Linked DNA regions of Mus musculus: region 2 is linked to region 1. Evidence: chromatin contacts called from public Hi-C data. All regions are on one chromosome and are shown on one strand. The core of a region is the stretch at or near the end of the contact, and the rest is flanking DNA. Distances in the headings are between cores, read along the strand shown.

Evidence for each region. Hi-C and Micro-C count contacts between places; a contact is called where the count stands out from the background.
Region 2: a contact with region 1 is called in a Hi-C map of embryonic stem cells, with 3 times the contacts expected there. A contact is called at or near these places in 11 of 484 Hi-C or Micro-C datasets (the HL-1 cell line, embryonic stem cells, morula and 1 more), 1 of 130 datasets of targeted methods (embryonic stem cells) and 1 of 9 other capture datasets (embryonic stem cells).

The regions. Positions count from the first base shown.
Region 1 is chr19:23,954,872-23,959,415 of GRCm38.p6, reverse strand. No RefSeq gene overlaps it. Among named protein-coding and RNA genes, the nearest start is that of Gm34076, 40 kb to the right of the region's middle.
Region 2 is chr19:24,061,916-24,066,459 of GRCm38.p6, reverse strand. No RefSeq gene overlaps it. Among named protein-coding and RNA genes, the nearest start is that of Gm41824, 17 kb to the left of the region's middle.

The DNA of each region.
Region 1 (4,544 bases), core at 1,361-3,860:
GTCACTGTACTGCAACCAGCCTGACACTAGGGCTCCAGGATCTGAGCCTGCTCTTAGCCTCTGGGTTTGCCGAGTGGAGTCCCAGCCCTGACTCTGCCTGCAGTTGTAGTGTCCTCATCTGGAATGATCCTGTGGGTAGGGGAGGTCTATAAAACTCCTGACTCCTGCAGCTGCCCACCGGGAATCAGGAGCAGTTGTGACTTTTCTCTCCTTATTCCACCAGAGGGAGTCATATCTAGTGTTTGGTTTCTGAAGCCTGGGGTTTCCTTGAGAGAAAGCAAAGGAGGTGCTGGGGAGAGTTGAACACACACGCTGAAGCAATTAGCAATTAGAGATGTGTGCTTACAGTTCCTAGGTCACCTCCATCTGCCAAAGCCACCCTTTGCCTGCCAAGCTCACTGCGGTCACCGGAGTCAAGCGCTGTAGGGAGAGGCTGGCTTCCTGGCCCTCGTGTGTGCTACTCTGTCAATGTGGGACACCAAGAGTCCCCTCTCCAGTCTCAGAAAGGCCCTTTCTAACGAATCTCCATAAAATAACAACCACCAAATTTACTCCATGCTAAATGAAGAGGTTTTAAGTTGTGGTAGAAGATATGGAAACATAAAATGTTTACCACTTTAACCACTGGAAATTTAAAGTTGAGTGAAATACATTAAACATAATTTGCATTGCTGCATGTTGAACTTCATTCAGGACCTCCCATGGGCAAGATCAGTCTGCCGCTGAGCTGACTACCTGGCCCGAGCTGCTGTGTGTGCGTGTGCTTGTATGTGTTCCAGTGTTAAATGTATGGGTGGGCATGCACACATGGAGACGTGTGGAGGCCAGGGGTCGTATCAGCAAGTGTTCCCCTCAATTACTCTGCAGCTTATTTTTTGAGACAGGGCTCCTCAATGACCCTAGAGCTCATAGATTCAGCTAGACTGCTAGCCAACAAGCCCGAGGGATCCTCTCTCTTCACATCCCCAATGCTGGAAATAGACTTTTTACCTAGTGCCAGGGACAGAACCCAGGTCCATTATGCTTATGTGGCAAGCACCTTATTGGCTAAGTCTTCTCCCTCAGCCACCTTAGTTGTTTTTAAGTGAGAGGTTTAGTAACCAATGTAAAATACACAATTAACCCTCAGGGCTCACACAGTCTGCAGAGTCTTTAAAGAAGGGATCACTTCGTATCAGGGGACCGAAACCCTAGGAGTGCATTTGCATTCAACATTGGAGGAAGGTTATGTTTTCTGCGTGCCTTAACGTCTTGTTCATTAACAAAATTAACCAACCACTTTGCTTCCTATAGGTGATGTGTTTATAAAAAAAAGATAAAGAGAAGGGGGATTTGTTCTATGGGGGGGTGGTGGTGAGGTATGGGGCAAGCAGGGTGTCTCAACGGGCTCATGCCAAGGCATCCCTTCCCCCTGGGGGACCAGTCACAGGACAGTAGAGTATAGTATAGAATAGAGTTTATTCAGGGCGTGGGAAGGAGAGTTAAGAGGGCAGCAGAGGCAGAGAGCAAGAGTAGAGGAGTAGAGGGCCCCCATGAGCACGTGGAGAGAGGGGGGAGGGGGAGGGGACAGAGGAGGGAGCAAGAAGGCAAGAGACAAAGAGGGCAAGAGACCAAGAGAGGGAGGAGTGGGGCAAGCAGCCCCTTTGATAGTGGGTCAGGCCCACTTGACTGTTGCCAGGTAACTGTGGGGAGGCGCATACCTGGCTATTGCCAGTTAACTGTGGGGTGGAGTTTAGACAGAATGCTAATAATAGGTCCTCCTGCGCTAACAGTTTTTTGACGTCCCTTTCAGCTGCAAACATTGTTAGTACTAGACACACAGGCCTCACAAGATGAACGCGCTCAATGAGGTCAAGTGACCGAAGAGCAGATAAAGTAGGACTTTTAGAAGAGTAAACCTGGACACTATGCCCCTCCTTAGATTTGGGAACAAAACACCCATGGAAGGAGTTACAGAGACGGAGTTTGGAGCTGAGATGAAAGGATGGACCATGTAGAGACTGCCATAGCCAGGGATCCACCCCATAATCAGCATCCAAACGCTGACACCATTGCATACACTAGCAAGATTTTATTGAAAGGACGCAGATGTAGCTGTCTCTTGTGAGACTATGCCGGGGCCCAGCAAACACAGAAGTGGATGCTCACAGTCAGCTAATGGATGGATCATAGGGCTCCCAATGGAGGAGCTAGAGAAAGTAGCCAAGGAGCTAAAGGGATCTGCAACCCTATAGGTGGAACAACATTATGAGCTAACCAGTACCCCGGAGCTCTTGACTCTAGCTGCATATATATCAAAAGATGGCCTAGTCGGCCATCACTGGAAAGAGAGGCCCATTGGACTTGCAAACTTTATATGCCCCAGTACAGGGGAATACCAGGGCCAAAAAGGGGGAGTGGGTGGGCAGGGGAGTGGGGGTGGGTGGATATGGGGGACTTTTGGTATAGCATTGGAAATGTAAATGAGTTAAATACCTAATAAAAAATGGAAAAAAAAAAAAAAAAAGAGTAAACCTAGCGATTCTGCAAGCCTCGCGGTGGCTTGGGGGCAGTGCTGGGTGAAGGGGTGGAGCTTCCCAGGGGCGGGACTTGATGCGGGGCGGGGCTTGCCCAACTAAAGCTAGCGGCTCAGAACAGGCTCATTCAGGTTCCCTCTGGTGAGCCTCCAGTTGTGGAGCCTTGTCTTTTGAGCAAATACAGAGATCAGGAAGGTAGCTCCTGCTTCTCTCCCTGTCGGGTAAGGAAACCGAAGTATCTCCTTTGTCTTTAAGACCCCACTAAAGAACGTGGTGCTACCCAGCTTAGGTGGCCCCTTTCCCTAGCGATGAGGGTGAGTGTTGTGGAGGATAGCTCAGCTGGCAGCGAGGAAGAGAGAGGGCCAATGCGAGGCTGGGCCTCTTGGTGAGGAGGGTGCAGCCCGGGCCATGGAGATTCTCTTTGTAGGATTAGCCTGCCAGGGCCTCTGTGTGTGTGTGTGTGTGTGTGTGTGTGTGTGTGTGTGTGTATCTCATGCAACTCCGGTCAATAGCATAGGTAGGCCAGGTGAGCCAGGAAGAGTGGTCTGTGACCTTTACAAGAGAACGAACTTGTGTCATCTCACACGAGGGAGAGAGGGGGATGAGGGGGGAAAGAAGACTAGCAGGAAGCAGATTCCTGTTGTAGCTCTCATCCTTATCTCAGTTCTCAGACGGAGGAGCGCCTGTGTTGTTTCTTCAGAGGTGACTGGGTAGAGTGTTTTTAACACTGGTGACGGGCAGGGGGAGGATCCAGCATAGGCAGGGCCACTGGGGCAGTAACTGATTTCTTAAACCTTAGGGTCTTGGGCTATAAAGGAGAAGCGGCCTTTGCCTCCTGCAGGTGTTGTAGAGATTAAACTATCTATAGCACTTTGATAGGGATCTGGCCCAGATGCCTTGGCCTAGAACCAGCTGAGACTCATCGTTTGTACGTGTTAAATCTATCTCTCCACTCGACCTAGCAGGCTGCGATGGGGCACTCTGCTCTATGTGATGGGAGAAGAGGCTCTGCCAGGGTTTAGATTTAGTCGACCCCCAAAGTGGAAGTAAGGAAGCTTTGGGCTGGTATTGCGGGCCTCCGGTATGGCTGGGTGGAGGAGGAGACTAAAGAGCCACAGCGGAGTGAAGGTGATCTGGCCAGGGCACACCTACCTCCAGGAGGGGACAGTCTTGGAGGAATGCGATTGGCTGTTGAGTTACTTCCTTCTAGAGCAGGTGGTTAAAAAGCGAGGACACCCATGGGCTTGGCCGCTTCTGCAGGCCACTGGCTCGCTTTCTGCTTTTCCACAGGGGCCTCTGGACAGGACAGTGGTATGAGGCTGCTCGGATCTTCTAGAATTGTGAGTCAAGTGATTTTCTTTTGAAGTGATTGTCCATCTTTGTTCTCATAATTTAAAAAATGACATTAATATATTATTATTATTATTATTATTATTATTATTATTATTATTAACTGAAATTCTCAGAAAAAAAGACTCTACCAGGCTGACTGACTGATTACAACTTTGTGTTTGTGGAGAGCTGAGATGTTAACAGAGCCCAGATCAAACTATGTTGGGGTTCTTTTTAGCTTTCCTTACTAGCAATCTATGGCACCCATCTCTGTGTCTGGCCTAGATCCTTGGGACTGTCCCATGAACCCTTTTAGGATTTAACACATCACCGCTTTCTACCAATGCTAAGGAACGCGTCAGATTCCGCCCATGCATTTGAAAAGTGCGTGGATCTATAGTTCTCATTTGTTCTATAATTATGAAGACTCCATGAAACTGTTACCACATTGATCCTGGCATTTGATAGCTGCATTCCTAGGTTATGATAGCTCACATCTGGTTCTAAAGCAGTGATTCTCAACTTTCCTAAGGCTGTGACCCTTTAATAAACATAAAATTATCTTTATTGCTACCTCATAACTGTAATTTTGCAACTGTTGTGAATATAAATATGTAAATATGTAAAAATAATAATGTAAATATCTGACAGGCAGGATATCTGCTATGGGACCCCTGTGAAAGTCCTTCAAATCCC
Region 2 (4,544 bases), core at 735-3,234, 110 kb before region 1:
TAAAAGTAGAAAACGGGAGGAGGAGGTTTATTCAATGAGGCCACATTGGGATGCTGGGGATAGAGACCCAGCAAAGCCCTCAAGTCTGTCGTCGGGGCCCTGAAGTTCGATCATAGCTTAAATGCCAAGGGTGTGCACACATGCGCACATGTGAGCAGACCTGGGTAAGACGCCATCACACCTAACATTGTCTCATCACTTTCTGGGTTTTAGTCTCATCTCTAAATTGGAAATTCCCTCGCCAAAGAAAGTTCGTCCTCTGGCTGGTGCCCTTTCTTTTCCCAGCACAAGATTCTGGGGAACTTCCATCATCCTTAGGTCCTGTTGTTCCAGTATTCTGATAGCCACATTGAGAGCTGTAAGTGTCTCTTTCATCTGCCACACCAGTTATAGGAGGGAGGGGGTCAGGCTCTATGAAGCTGTTTTCCCCAAAGGTGTCTTTATATGACCCAGGAGCAGGCTGTGGATGGGCCAGAGAAAATGTCTTTTTAATTTAATTTAATTTTATTGATGTTGGTAGCACTAAAACATTTAGTGGGCTTCTTCATAGAACAACAAAAAGGAACACCAAACCACTTAAACAATGGGCCAATGTACCTGCTTGAAGACGGGTGTCAGCAAAAATCCCAGCAATGTGGTGTGTGTGTGTGTGTGTGTATGTGTGTGTGTGCACGGGGGGGGGGGTGATGGCATAGATTTAGCTTGATTTGTTTAAAACCCTGCAGGAGTTCCCATAAACTGTGGGTATCTCAATGCACACCAGGCTGAGATTTTTTTTTAAGGCTGTAAGGAATTTTAGGACTACTGTATATAATAAAGACACTTTACCTTACATACAGTAAAATGAAAAAAAAAAAGTTGCTCAAGGAAAATTATAAATCAAAGAAAAATAATTAAGGTCATAGGGAAAGGAGGGGTAACTTTAGACTTTACCTTTAGTTGATAAACCCTAAAATTAATCTTTTTAGCATATAAGTACTTTTGAAGAGTTCCTTTTTTTGTTATGCATTGCCATTTTTTTTTATTAGTTTTTGTTTTTGTTAGGAACCAGGTCTCCCCAGCCTGCCTTTGGCGACGGAGTACCAACAGCCATGTCATCACATCATCACCAGCCAGCAAATGTGACATGGGTCCCCATTAAAAAGTCCCCACCATCATGGTCCACTCTGTCTGTTGCTCTCTGTCTCTCTCATTTTGTCTCTCTATCTCTGTCTCTCTCTGTCTCTCTCTTAATTCCTGCTCAGAGACAGCCTTTCACCTCTGCAAACCCCCCACAATAAAGCTCTTGTCTGAGATCTGTTGTGGTGTGCCATTTCTGCAGCATTCCTTGATTCCCAGGCCCCTGCCTAATACACCAAGGTACTCTTCAACTGCTAATAACATCGGTGTCGTAACTCGGATAGGATATCCTGGTGCTAGTGCTCCCCTTCAGGGATCTGAGTCATATAAGACCTGTTCCACCTGCAACAGATCCATCTTCTGGCCACTGATCAACGATCGGCTCTCCATCCCTCACCGGAAGTTGGTGAAGGATCCCTCTCAATTGGTGTAAATGCTTCCCAGAGCCTTTGGTTCTTGTAGAGGCGAATGTTAGGTAGCTAGATAGGCAGTATCAGGCTTGGACGCCATTGGGGATGAGTTTCCTCCCTCAGGGTCAGTTTAGATCCCTAAGTTCTGTTACCTTAGTAACCAAGTGTAGGAAGGAAACCATTACAATTGGCTGCCAAAGACTTAAATTACCACATGAAAAGGTGGAGGGCGTTATTGAGACCTATTTAAGAGAAAACCACTTTCTCAGTCAATCTATCAATCACCTAGCCAGGAGTGCCCCTCCACAGGCCCTGCCCCCAATCTACTCTACCCAAAGACGAGTTAAGATAAGGAAGGCTTCCTCTGCTCAGCTCAGCCCTTGTAGCTGTGCAGCACCTGCCAGAGTTTGCGTTCTTTTCATTCGTTTGGCTGATCACGCGTTCCCCTCGCCCTGGGCGTTCCCCTCACTCTCATAAGCTCCCTTCTCTTTCTACTCTGTGGCGACTCACCAACCTGCACCTCTGAACCTGCCTGGTTTCTTTGGACCCTAACTCGAAAAGCATGGCTTCCTCTCTTCTCTAACTCCCTCCTGCATCTGCCAAGGACGTAGCTCTCTCGCCATGTTGTCTTTCTCAAAGACTCATAAGATTATTCACAAGCTTTCTTCTGAATATGTTTTTTTAAAGTTCTTATATTAATAATGTGATTAAAAGCCCCGAAAGGAAGCCTGAGTTTCCCTGTAGCAAAGGTGTGCACGATAGCTCACTTTCCTATGGAAGCTCGCCTTCAACCCGAAAGCTCTGTATCTATCATTCTTCAGGGCTCTATCATTGATGTCTGTGGCAATGGTGCGGTCTGTAACTCTTCTTCTCTGAAGAACAGGTATCCTCAGCTTCCTTCCTGCCAAACCAATGCAAATGAATGTTTACTCCCCCCCCCCCCCCCAAGGCTTTGAAACTGCCTTCTACAGCTTCAATTACTAAGTTTCCCTATGCCTTTCAGCCTGCACCTCAGATCCTTCTTTTACACCCGTCCTAATTGACTTTCTATTGCTCTAATAAAAATACCATGATCAAAAGCAATGGGGAGGACAGGGTTTCTTTGCCTTCTGGGTTAAAGTCCATCACTGAGAGAAGCCAGGCAAGAACTCAAGGTAGGAGCCTGGAAGCTAATCTGAAGCAGAGGTCATGTGCTTCTTGGCTTGCTGAACTACCTTGGTGATACAACCTGGACTACCTGCCCGGATAGCACGTTAGCTCTCACAGTGCTTTGGGCCCTCCCACATTAACCATCAATCATGAAAAATAATCCACAGACATCTCCACAGGCCCTTCTGACGCTCTGGATTCCTTCTTCCAAGGTGAATAGTTTGTGTCACACAGCACACGCTATGAATATTTGGTCTCCTACTCATGTCCCCAGGAGTGGTGGTTGTGGTTGGTCTCTTAATTTGCTTTGTTGTTGAACCTCAGAATTCTTCAACCTTATCTTTAATCTCTTTCCACCATCTAGTCTGTTCTATTGTTACATTAGTTGGGATTTTGTTTGTTTTTTGAAACAGAGTTTCTCTGTGTAGCCCTGGCTGTTCCAGAACTCGATCTGTAGACCAGGCTGGCCTCTAATTTAGATATCCACTGTCTCTGCCTCCTGAGTACTGAGACTAAAGGTGTGCACCACCATGCCTGGCTTACTTGAACTTTTAATTTCTACATTTTTTTTTCCTTCTAATTCTGTCTCTGCTGAATTTCTCATTCAAGTTTGGATTGATTTTTTTTTTTTAACTTAAGAATTGACTTGAATCTTGATTTTTAAAAATAAAAACAAAAAGCCAAATAACTTTTGGCCAGCCATGGTGACATACACCTTTAATCCCAGCACTCGGGAGGCAGAGGCAGGTGTACTTCTGTGATTTCCAGGCCAGCCTGGTCTACCTATCAAGTCTAGGCCAGCCAAGGCTACACAGTGAAACTCTGTCTCAACAAAATAAGGCAAAACTCCCTCAACTTTTAAAATGGCTTCTGTTTTTTTTTTTTTTTCTTTCTTTTTCTTTTCTCTTATTTTTTTTTCCCTCTGGAATTCAATATGGACTTTTGGTAACATTTTTGCTTTATGTCTTTATGTTTCTTGTGTTTCTATGTTGGTTGTTTATCTGTTGAGATGGACAGCCATCCAGTTTCAGATGGGGCTTCTTCGTGAACAGCCTTCCTTGAAAGTGGGGGAGTGCTTGCCTAGCACACAGGAGACTCTGGGGTCAGCCACAGCACCATAAATTAAAAGCAAAGCAAAACTAAACAAAACACTAGAAGAAAAACAAATTAAAAAAGAGAGCCCTGGGGACTGGAGAGATGGCTTAGCAGGTAAGAGCACTGACTGAGTTCAAATCCCAGCAACCACATGGTGGCTCACAACCATCCGTAATGAGATCTGATGTCCTCTTTGGTGTGTCTGAAGATAACTACAGTGTACTTACATATAATAAATAAATACATCTTTAAAAAAAAACAAAAAACAAAAGAGAGGCCTGGAGAGAGGCTCACTCAGTAAGGTGCTTTCTGCACAATCATGAAGACCTACATGTGAAACTTAGTAACTGCTTACAAGTCCCCAAAGCAGGTTATGTGGTCTGTGCTTATGACCCGGGGGGGGGGGTGGGGGGGGTGGGGGGGTGTGTGGCAAGGTGAGGCAGAAATTAGAGGATCTCTGGAGGTTGGTAACCGAGTCAGCCTAGCCTATTTGACAAGTTTGGCAAAAACTACCTGAGGATGACCTCTGACCTTCATATGCACAAGCATGTTTTCCTGTGGCGCTCAAATTCACACAAATGGATGTGTGCATCCGTGCACACACATGTACACACAGAGAGAAAAGGCTGCCAATGTTTGAGAAATGTAAAGGCTAAAAGTGCTTCTAAGGGAAAAGAGGAACACTGTACCTAACAACTTACCTAAAAATACGAAGGTGACAGAATTGTAAGAACATGTGACATCGTGAAAGATGTAGCTCTTTTTCTTTTT